Linked DNA regions of Lactuca sativa: region 2 is linked to region 1. A link is a contact called in public Hi-C data. All regions are on one chromosome and are shown on one strand. The core of a region is the stretch at or near the end of the contact, and the rest is flanking DNA. Distances in the headings are between cores, read along the strand shown. Region 1 holds the start of LOC111886225. Region 2 holds the start of LOC111886262 (transcription activator GLK1).

Region 1 (5,533 bases), core at 1,475-3,974:
ATCATGAGCACACCAATTAGACACACAAAACTATACAGGTCTTGAATGGAATGGAATGACGCATTCCATTCCTATCCCTTCTCAATTCCATCATACCAAACAAAACACCATTGTATCAATGATCTGAGCTAAATTTGGCTCATTACCTATTGTGGTCCCATATATCAACTTGAGCACCAGCTGTGGCAAAAAGACTACCTTCCCATTGATGGTCCACACCCCTGAAAATAATAAAGTCAAAATCCATGAAAACATGAAAAAGATAATCGTTGAGTTTCACAATGCAAGAGATAGTAATATACTAGTAAACTTACCAGAAGGCATTTTTCCAAACATAGGATGCAATTAACTGCAATCATAAAAACATAAATTTGCATAAACATGTTAACATGAGCAAGAATCAAGAAACCAAACTAGGGTTAGCAATTAGCACTTAGCACTTAGCACTAACCTTTTCTGAGGAATCAGATGAGTCGATGCCACTTGAAAGAGGAACCCTCCACAGTCTAACACTGATTCAATTAAGTAACAATAAACACATCAAAGTTAATGTTCAAGTTCAGGATTATAAATTGCTAAAATACTAATACTCAGTTTGGTTGAATAGACATTTCCATGATACCAAACACTACCCAAATCTAACATCATAAAGCTTACGTGCAATCTGTTCCACATGAAACAAGAACACCACCATCTGTAGATACAGTTAAACCTCGTACTGCACCTTGGTGCCCAGGATATTGACAAATTGTTTTCCTAGAATACAAAAGTTTGATTTCCAAAGAATTATAAGAATAACAAATTTCTTCATATGTTGTTATATTATATATTAATATATCATGTTTTCCTACGCTTCAGTATTACCTCGAAGCAATATCCCATAAACGAATATCTGCAAGGAATCACAAATTCAACATGTTAGTTGTTACAGAACATAACTTGGTTTTTAAAAACATATAGCCAAAAGAAACACTTGTCTTTTCAGAATATTCCGACTTACTTAAGGAAAAATATATGCTTCCTTTTGACTTCAAACAGACAAACTTATCTACATAAGCTTCTCATACAAAATTGACACTTGTGTTCATCACTATTATTGTATGCTTAAATGGGTTAATTACCAAAAATACCATTCTTACTTTTGGGGCTTTGGCAATTTCACAAACCTACTTGTTAAGTCAGTTTGACATATAATACATATTGCATTCAGTGACTAAATCTTACTGAAAAATTAATCACCAGTAAGTAAACAAAAATTGATATATAATGTTATAAACTTAGTGTTACATCTTTCCCTATATCAAGTTAAGTTCACAAACGTTTGAAAGAAAATATTTGATCTATTTGTATGTGTTATTGAATTAAAAGAAGAAAAAACATAGGCCAAAAGAAACAAATAAATATGGCAACTGAAGCTTACCTCCATCCATAGAACCAGAAAATACACCTTTCAAGTGACTAGGGTTTTTTGCCATACATGAGATGGCGTCTATATGCCCATCCATGGCTCCAATAAATGGTCTTGCAAATACCTATCATGTGTCCATGTCAAAATTAATCTCAACTATAACAAAAAATAACTAAAAAACAATGATTTGCTTTAACATTCAAAGCACAACAAATCAATTAGTTAGAAAAATGAAAAGCATATCAAACAGGTATCGAATATAGAGAGAGAGAGAGAGAGAGAGAGAGAGAGAGAGAGAGTATTACCTTATCTAATTTAGCTGCATTAAGGGCTCTAACATACTCCACAGCCTTCTCTTGAGTACGAAGGTTTGGGTCGTAGTTTCGAGAAACCCTCTGATACAATAGGAAATGAAATTAACATCAACGAGATAATCAGACTCCCATCGTCTCAAAAAAAAAACTACACTTGAATTTTGATGTCAATCGAAGCACTCATCACACGAAAATTCGACCGGGGTTTTGTAGTAAATCTAATATATTTGCTATTCTTTTCTCGAAATCATACAGACACCGAAACAAAATTACCTGAAGATCATTACTCCGCTCGCGTGTAAAATCATCTGCAGAGCGAGAAATAACCTTAACCCTCATACTTCTAAAAACAGTAAGTGAACGTTTGTTTCGTTGCAGAGTTTATCAAATAGATTTAGATGCAGAGCTTCGATAACGTTGATGGTAGTTCCGGCGGCGGCAAAGGTGAGAAAGCCGATGATTCGCGGGTGTTTGGCAAAATTACCAAAAAGGGCTTCCTTTTATATTATGACAATATGTGTATGTTCTTGTTATGAACACAATGTGTATTTCCTGTTAAGAACAGGAGCAATTGAACAGTTATGACCATTAGACAGCAATTGAATAGACACGCTGATACACCATTGTAGTGACAGCAGGCAATTTCAACTGAAATCAGGGGAAAAAATAAAATCGAAGCAATTGAACACATATATCTAAAATTATCAGACATCATACATATTTCGATTTCAACAAACATATGATTTAGATTTCAACCGAAATCGGGGGAAAAAGGAAAATCAAGAGCAGCAAAATACAGTTGAACGAAAGCAGTAAACGATGAAGAAAATCGTACATGAATCGTATTTGTGGTGTGCGACGGTCGCCGGTGCTGTGGGTGCGACGGTATCCGACGATGGAAGTCGGCGGTGAGCAATCAACGACGAGGAATAGGGAATCGCCTGAGGAGCGACGAGAGAAGAAGGGAGGCTGCGCTGTTTCTTTTTCTTCTGGTGAACATACGAACGAAAACTTTATTAGGTTAAGGGTATATTGGTCCATTACTTATTAGGTTAAGGGTATATTGGTCCATTCCTAAACAAAGTGAAATAAATAAAGGTTAAGGGAAAATGACTTTAAAGGGTAGGTTACTTTTTAAAATGTACACATTTTGTTTTTATTTTTTTTTTTTGTAAATTAAGCCCTTATATTTTATTAATATGTACACAATAGATCCTTTTGACCGACTTCTATCGGTTCTGCTGATGTGAAAGCACACGTGGCCCTAACAACAACTGCATAAAAATTAATTAGCTTAGTGACTCCTTATAAACGAATGTTAACATCCAAATTCAGGAAGCTTCAAACTCGAACACATAAAAGTGGGGATTTCGTAGAAGAAGAAAGAAGATGTCAAGTGGCTCAAGAATCTCCACAGGTTCAAGCAATCAGAGAGTAGATAAGGACGTCCTCTGTGATTGTGAACTCCCTTCAAGAATTCGTACCTCCAAGACCAAAGATAACTCTGGAAAGAAATTCCGAGTGTGCCCTAACTCATTGGTAAATACCTAAATTGATTTTATTTGTCAAATCGAATCAATTTGCTTCTTCTTTCCTGCTATGTTGTTGATTTTATTACTACAGAAACCAGGGGAAAAAGTGTAAATTTTGGGAATGGATTGATGAAGAACCTGAGAATATGAAGGCCATTGCAAAAGATGCTCTTTCAGATTTTGCAGATTATCTTAAACAAGTTTTAGAGGATGTGGCATCTGTTAGAGAAGAAGTGAAACAGTTGAAGGTTATGATTTAGATACTGATTTTGCTGGTCATTGTTAAGGTTATGTTTTGGGGTTGAAGATATGCTTCTGGTGGTTTTTATGGGATTTTGATGTAATAGACTTGTAGTGTAATTCTTGTTTATGTAATGGATGTTGATGTGCTTTATGTTTATGTAATGGTAAAGCTTATTGTTATTATATATAGATGTTGATGTAATTAACTCAGTCAAATGGAGGTAAAACCAAGACAAATTACAAGAAAGATTCTTTTATAGAGAATTGGATGTAAAGACAAATAAAAGTGGATGACAAAAGGCATCGAGCCATTTAATAATTACAAAAGATAAGCCCACCAACAGGGGTAATACAGTAATTTAGTTCAAAAGATTCGACAAGTACATCAAAAGTAAACAACTAGTAGGGGTAATATAGTAATAAAGTTCAAAAGATTACCCCACACTACATCAAAATATATATGTCACATGCATTACCCCACTACATCAAAACCTAATTACTCTAAGGTCACATGTTTGTCTTGGTTGCATCCAGTTTCATACTTGACTTTAACATTTTTTTGAATACCAATTTCTGTGATTCTTTTTGAAAACTTTCTCACCCTACCAGCATCATTCAAAGGAACCTTCTTCATAGGACTTCTCTTCACAGGACCCTTCTTCACAAGAACCTTCTTCATAGGAGCCTTCTTGTAACGCCTCATTTCTAGTATGTTGCTTCCGTGGTATTTATCTTGAAGTTTTCGAGAGGGACTCGGCGAGTCTATGTCCTGACTCGTCGAGTAGGGGCGAGTTTTTGAGCACGTGTTAGTAGGCGACTCGGCGAGTCCATATTCGGGACTCGGCGAGTCTGCCTGCCAGGTAGAAACCCTAAATCCCCGGGTTTGCACCCTATTTAAACCACCTTATGAGCCCCCAAACTCGTCCCCTTCACCCTCAGAGCATCATTTAGCAAACCCTAATTGTTTCCTTGAGTAATTGAGTATTTCTTGTGTGAATCTTGAAGTTTTGAAGAGAAGAAGGAGGCTAGATCCAAAGGAGAAGAAGAAGATCCAAGGTCTTGCACCCATTTCAGAGTTTATTGAGGTATTAACCGAATTCCTTCTGTTTCTATGATTGATTTCTCTTTAACAGGCATATTTAGCCTCTTTTAGCCATTTCTTAGCTTGTTCTTGGTAGAGAGATCACATTAGATTGATTAGCCTTCGGATCTAGCCATGTTTCAGTTCCAAAATCGTAGATCTATCACCTTTATGGAGCCATTTTGCATGATAACCCTAGATCTACTCTTCTAAGTGCCTTTTTAGCCTTTATCTCCTTTTTCATGTGTATGTACACGTAAAGTTGGAAACTTTACGTGGTAAATCAACCTTAGGAACTCAGATCTATAATTTGTATGCGGTGGTGCTGAGCAGAATCGGGTTTTTAGGATCTGCATGCATGTGACTCGGCGAGTCGTTCTTTGGACTCGGTGAGTCCGGTCGCGAGTCCCCGATCTTTACCCTTTGAGTGATTCCGAGTGGAGGCCAGAGAGCAGTAGGATGGACTCAGTGAGTCGGAGGGTAGACACAGTAATGGTGGGACTCGACGAGTTGTTCATACAACTCGGCGAGTCCAAGGCAATCTTCTTAGATCGAAGAACAACTCGTCGAGTTGTTCATATGACTCGGCGAGTCGGATGAAGATTGTCTGAGTTCTTGAATCGAGAGGGTACTCGTCGAGTCGATGCCATACTCGACAAGTAGCCACGAGTAGGGTTGAGAAGTGAGACTAGAGACTCGGCGAGTTGGCGGCCCAACTCGGCGAGTCAGGTCAACTGTGGGTTGACTTTGACCGAGAGATTTGACTTTGACCAAGGGTAAAAGAGTCATTTTACCCCAATGCAGTGATTAGCATTTGATTGAGTGTGTTTATGGAATTGTAGCCGGGGAGATATCTGAGCAGCAGCAGTTAGCTTCCAGAGCCATACACACAGCAGCCAGTTCACGAGGTGAGTTTTCTTCCAGTGGGAACGGGTCTAAGGCCACAATGTCGGCC
Region 2 (5,533 bases), core at 819-3,318, 170 kb after region 1:
CCTCAGTTAAAGTAATACGTACATCTGTCGAAATTTAATGAGTATAATTACTAATCTTAGCATGCTTGTCACTGGTATAAGTGGTTCTTCGTTTGTCGGGGATCGATATTAGTTGATTCTCAAAAGATAGTCAATAATAATGTATTGATAAGATTTTGAGAGAATATATATAAAATTATCAGATTAAATAGTTAAACTGTGCCACTGAAAGACTGAAAATACTATAACATTTTGGTTTAGTTTTACTAATTTCAATCGTATGATGCTGAGATAGTCAACGTTATATCGTATTATATATGATCGGGAGTTGTAAATACCATCAATTGCCTACAGTAGAAATACTCGCTAAAATTATCGATTACACGAGTAATGTTATATTGTTATAGCCTCCAATAAAAAAATCACCACATTCGTACATAACGGTTTATTAAATAAAAAACTAACTACGAATGATAAAAAAGAAGTATTTAAAGAGTAATTGAGTTAATTAATATCATTCGTAACATTGGTTAATATGTATATATATACCTGAAGATGGCTAGCAATGTTATGACGAGTGAGACAGCCGATGCCCATAATCTCAAGAATTCTTGAAGGAACCGCCTTATCCACCCCCAACTGCTCCACCGCTTGCACGAATCTCCGGTGTAGCTCCGGCGTCCAGTCAACCTATACACCATCCATACGTATTACTTACATGTAACGCTAGCTGATAAGTTTATTAAGTTTTTCGAGAAATAACCATTTAATGAAATGGAGCCGAGATGGCACTAAATAGTCCAGCTAATGAGACTCAAGTTATATAAGTTGAGTAATAGTTTGGATTTATGGATATGTATCCAGTATGGCCATTGGGATCTGTGAATTGGCCATAGATTTTCCTTGAGATGATACCCGTGAAGAGAGTTAATTGGCAACCCGTGAAACTAATACTTAAAAGTTTTTTATTCGGTTTGGTAGTTTTCGTGGGTTCTAAATAAGTAAAGTTGATTGGAATACCTTCATATTATAATCATATAAGAATATATATATATATATAGATTTTAGATTGGAACTAGTTACTATTTCTACTAACCTCAACATTTTTTTGTATACTAATATATTTTCTGTTTGAAACCCTAATCTCAAGAAGTCTTTATTTAATCGTATCGCTCTATCTTTTAATATATTCGTTATTTAGCTGTTTAAATATAGAAAAAACCGTGATTATAGTTCATGAATTTAATACTGCTTGTACCCTAACCCTAACATTAATAGTTTTTTTTGAGGCATAACTATGCAAGCAGGTGTTTTTGTTTACCTTCACTTTCCTCTTTCCTTGACAAGAGTTCTTGGATTTGTCGGATGAAGATTTCCGTCCTCTATCGGCATCTTTTTCTTTATGAGCTGGGTTCGTAGCTCCACCTTCATTTCTTCGATCTCTTTTGCTCACAACTTCTTCTTTTCTTGATATCAAATCCTCAGCTTTCTGATCACTGGAGGAGAAGGAATTCATACTGTTGTTATTAAACTGATCAGATGAATCTTCTCCGCCACTAAGAGAGAATTCTCCGGCCATGAGTTCTGGGTCCATTTCCAAATCAGGCAGCATGTCCCGATCATCCATCCCCACAAATAGATCATCAAAATCAATACTCTCCAGCAAATTATCATCTGAGAAGTCAGGGAAGTCATCGCCAACAGAAAACCCGACCATCTCACCTCCAAGATCTCTCCCATCTCTGCCGGTGTTGTTTTCTAGTGGTGACACAACAGCTAACATTACAACACCGTTAAACTGATGAGACTGTGTATTATACAAACACACAAAATCACACTATAGTGGTGCAGTACGTGTCTATAGGATGATTATTATTTGCATGAAAAGGGCATTCCGGGAAAGAATTAAAGCAGAGTTTGAATTCTCCGATTGAAGGCAAAAGAGACAACTTGAGATAAATAATGGGATTGATATGAATTGTTTGTTTATTGCAGTGTGAGGGAGTGGTGAGGTTGGATCTCAACCACAACAAATTTGAGTTGAGTCATTGTGGAGGGGTCTTGTTTCTTTGTATTCATGTATATGTTTTTGGATTTTTTTTCTTATTATATCATATCTCTATACAGACATATATAGTAGTAAAATATAATGCAGAGGGTGTGTGGTTTGTGGGTGTGGTTTTTTGGGGAGCTTCAAGAAATATTTGCGCAATATGCATATAGGTGCACTCGTGAGTTGTTTTAATATTTTCTTCGACTTTTATATATATATATATATATATATATATATATATATATATATATATATATATATATATATATATATATATATATATATATATATATATATATATATATATATATATATAAAAGACGAGCATAATTTTGTGAGATAATGAGATTAAATTTTTTTAATGAAATATTTTAATATTTTGTTCATAAAAATAGAATATTCAATATATTCTAATATATATGTTTTAGAATATTTTAATATAAAATATGTTATTGTTTTAGAGTATTAGAATATTACATATATTTAATTTTTATGAACATTAGAATATTAAAATATTTTACTGGAAAAACATGATCTTACGGTCTCACAAAATTAGACCGTCTCAAATGAACTTATCCCTATATATTGTTAACGTATCCCTCAGGGAGAACGTCAAAAAAAAGAGAAGTCAAACTAACATCGGGCTTGGCCTGGTGAGAACTTTGTTTCCTATAAATAGCATTTCTACCTCGCAACTTTGCAAATCAAAACTTTGTTTCCTATAAATAGCATTTCTATCTCGCAACACCTATCATAATGATTATGCTCCCACTAGCCCAATAATTATGTCCTTACTAGCATAACACTTATGCTCCCACTAGCTTTGACATGTACCCAAAAATCAGTTAGATTTCTAGAAATCAATACTTATTGACTTTCTTACCAAAGTTCATATTTCTGATACAAGATGCTTCGATAATACTTTTATCTAGGCTTCACAAACTCATACACCTTTCCTTAGATAGCTCAAATGTATGTCTAAACTATTTCAGAACTTACAACAGTAAGTCCCGAATGTTCAGACTATTTGCCCTTTCTCATAATTCGAACTATGAAGAGGGATGTCGTAATCATAATCGAATTTGAGAACGCAATTAGCACAACTGCTAACTCCTTAAAATCCACTTAGTGAAAGCGTTTTCTCACAATCATTTTCATGAATTGGAGAGAAACCTTTTGCCACTCAGATTTTATGGTATATGTATTCCTATCCATGTGAATTTGTCATAACAGTAATCACAAGACAAGGTTTGTGATAAATCTAAACTCATATGGACTGAACTTGTTCAATCTTAATTTCTTGGCACTTCGTAGTATAGGGCCTACCATATATAGCTTCCAGGTTGTTGAACAGCTCACCTATACTGGTCAATGAACTTTCATAGATCAAGGTGCCTTTCCTTATGCAAACAATTGAGAACTCTTAGAATTCACATGCATAGTCAACTTTAACTGGAATGACACAGAAACAAGAATTTGTCAACACGATAGGTTACAACCCTCAAGTCGTGTGCTAGTGTTGAACAAAAGGTTTATACTTGATTATTTCTTGAAACTTTCAAAGACCTTTAAGAATCCCACTGACCTCTTGACATATAAGATTCTCTGTCGAGAAATGTTCCTCGACAAACAAATATTCAAGTGTTTGTACGGATTCTTATCAAGAAAACACTTCATATAATTGGTCTTAGTTGGTCTTTGTCTTATCCAAGACATCACAACTACCAATTTCAAATGTGCAAGAGTAAGAAACATTTCTACTCCACATTTCATGAGGTCTTATAAACTTTCTTAAAGATGTGTCACTCAAGGCATAATCTTGGAGTTCGAATCTAAGACTTAATTTTGGAACGATGTATGATTCAGCTTTTGATTTAACCATTTCAACAATTTCCCGATACCTCTTCTTGGTCATATAAATGCACCTAGGTGTCCTTAGAGGATCAATTGTGACACAGTTTCATAATCACTAAGACGAACATAAAACACGATACTTAAGTATTCTCATTTCTTTTCAGATTTGAGAAACTTTTATCTTTATGCCTAAATGATTATTCTTATTCGTTCTGTCATACATTGAAACTTTTCAAATGATTCAGAATTACACTTAATCTTATAAGTATAACCATGTTTCCTAAACTTTTAGTAAATCACGACGAATTGTCTTATCGTTCTTTGTGGCGGACTTGACCAGTGCACATCAATGTGTACCAGATCTTACAGTCCTTCACTTGACTCACATACATATGCGAACAAGGAATTAGTCCCAATTTTCCCAAGTACCAAGATTTTCATACATCATATAATTCAAATCACATGATTCCAATTTTCTGTCCAATTGAAACTTGGGCGATGAGAATCTTTCCTTACTAACAAAATTACGACACTAATATAATCAATTTAACTAAGAATCAAACATTTTCTACATTGCTATTAATAGAAACATATAAACAACAATTTTCATAAATTCCATTGCAAGGAAACATAAAATAAGATAAAATCAAATTTTTATTTATTTATTAAGTTGCGGAAAAACATGTCCTTACAATGCAAATACTTATGAAAACTATGTAACTAATATTCCTAAGCAATCTATCATAACTCCTAAGTAGCTCAAAAAATCCGGTCATCAAACAATGCGATCGAAATCCATCTCTTCGCGACCAGACTCAACTTACTCTTCCTTTAGGCGTTGTTTCTTTTCTTCTATCCTAAAAAAACATCAAAATGCAATCTTATCACATCATGTATTAAGAATCTATAAATAGGAACTTAATAGAGTTAGATAGTGAGCTTACCTGAAGTAGAGTCATACATTTTGACTTTATCATCCTTGCGATCCTTTAGGTAGATACAGCAGCTTCGCATCCAATGCCCCTTCTCTTGGAAATAGAAAAAACAGACTCATTCAGAATGGTGCATGGGACTATCTTAGACTCCTCCTTTCTCTTTACCATTTGGTCAAACGGTTTGACCATGACCGATACCTTTCCATTGGGAAGAGAATACTTTTTTGGACTTCCAATGTTTCCATTGTCAATGTTGATGGAAGTTCGGGAAGTTGATCTTCCAATCAAATTTCCTTTACAAGTATGCCAAATCATTGTTGATTTAGTAGCAATAAGCAAATAGGTTAGATCAATAAGGGTCACGTCGTGATCTGCCATATAGTAGTCCTTAACGAACTGACTATACGAATCGGGAAGTGACTGAAGAACCAAGTCAACAACCAACTTCCTCGGGAAAACGACACCCAACATCCCTAGTCTATCAATGTGCGACTTCAACTCCAAGACGTGTGCACTTACAGACCTTTCATCTTGGTGTTTGCTTGCCAATAGGGCTTGAGTGACCTTGAACTTTTCAAGTAGATGAACACGTAGGTCGGGGAGAACTATTGGAGGAGGTGGAGGAAGTGAAGAAGGATTTCCATTTCCATGATCCAATCGTGGAACATCATCTTCATGTGGAAAGCTTTTTCCAAAAGATTCGGGAAGACCA

The links. Hi-C and Micro-C count contacts between places; a contact is called where the count stands out from the background.
Region 2: a Hi-C map of leaf shows a contact between it and region 1, with 4 times the contacts expected there. The contact joins the promoter of LOC111886262 here to the promoter of LOC111886225 in region 1. A contact is called at or near these places in 2 of 4 Hi-C or Micro-C datasets (both in leaf).

What each region holds. Positions count from the first base shown.
Region 1 is chr4:108,138,059-108,143,591 of Lsat_Salinas_v11, forward strand. It overlaps LOC111886225, which reads right to left and starts at 2,725. Exons shown (of 18, transcript XM_023882461.3): 1 at 2,558-2,725; 2 at 1,996-2,274; 3 at 1,714-1,803; 4 at 1,421-1,532; 5 at 865-892; 6 at 658-756; 7 at 452-512; 8 at 315-349; 9 at 147-221. The coding sequence starts at 2,061.
Region 2 is chr4:108,309,137-108,314,669 of Lsat_Salinas_v11, forward strand. LOC111886262 (transcription activator GLK1) reads right to left here and starts at 2,069. Exons shown (of 6, transcript XM_023882505.2): 1 at 1,301-2,069; 2 at 529-669. The coding sequence starts at 1,762.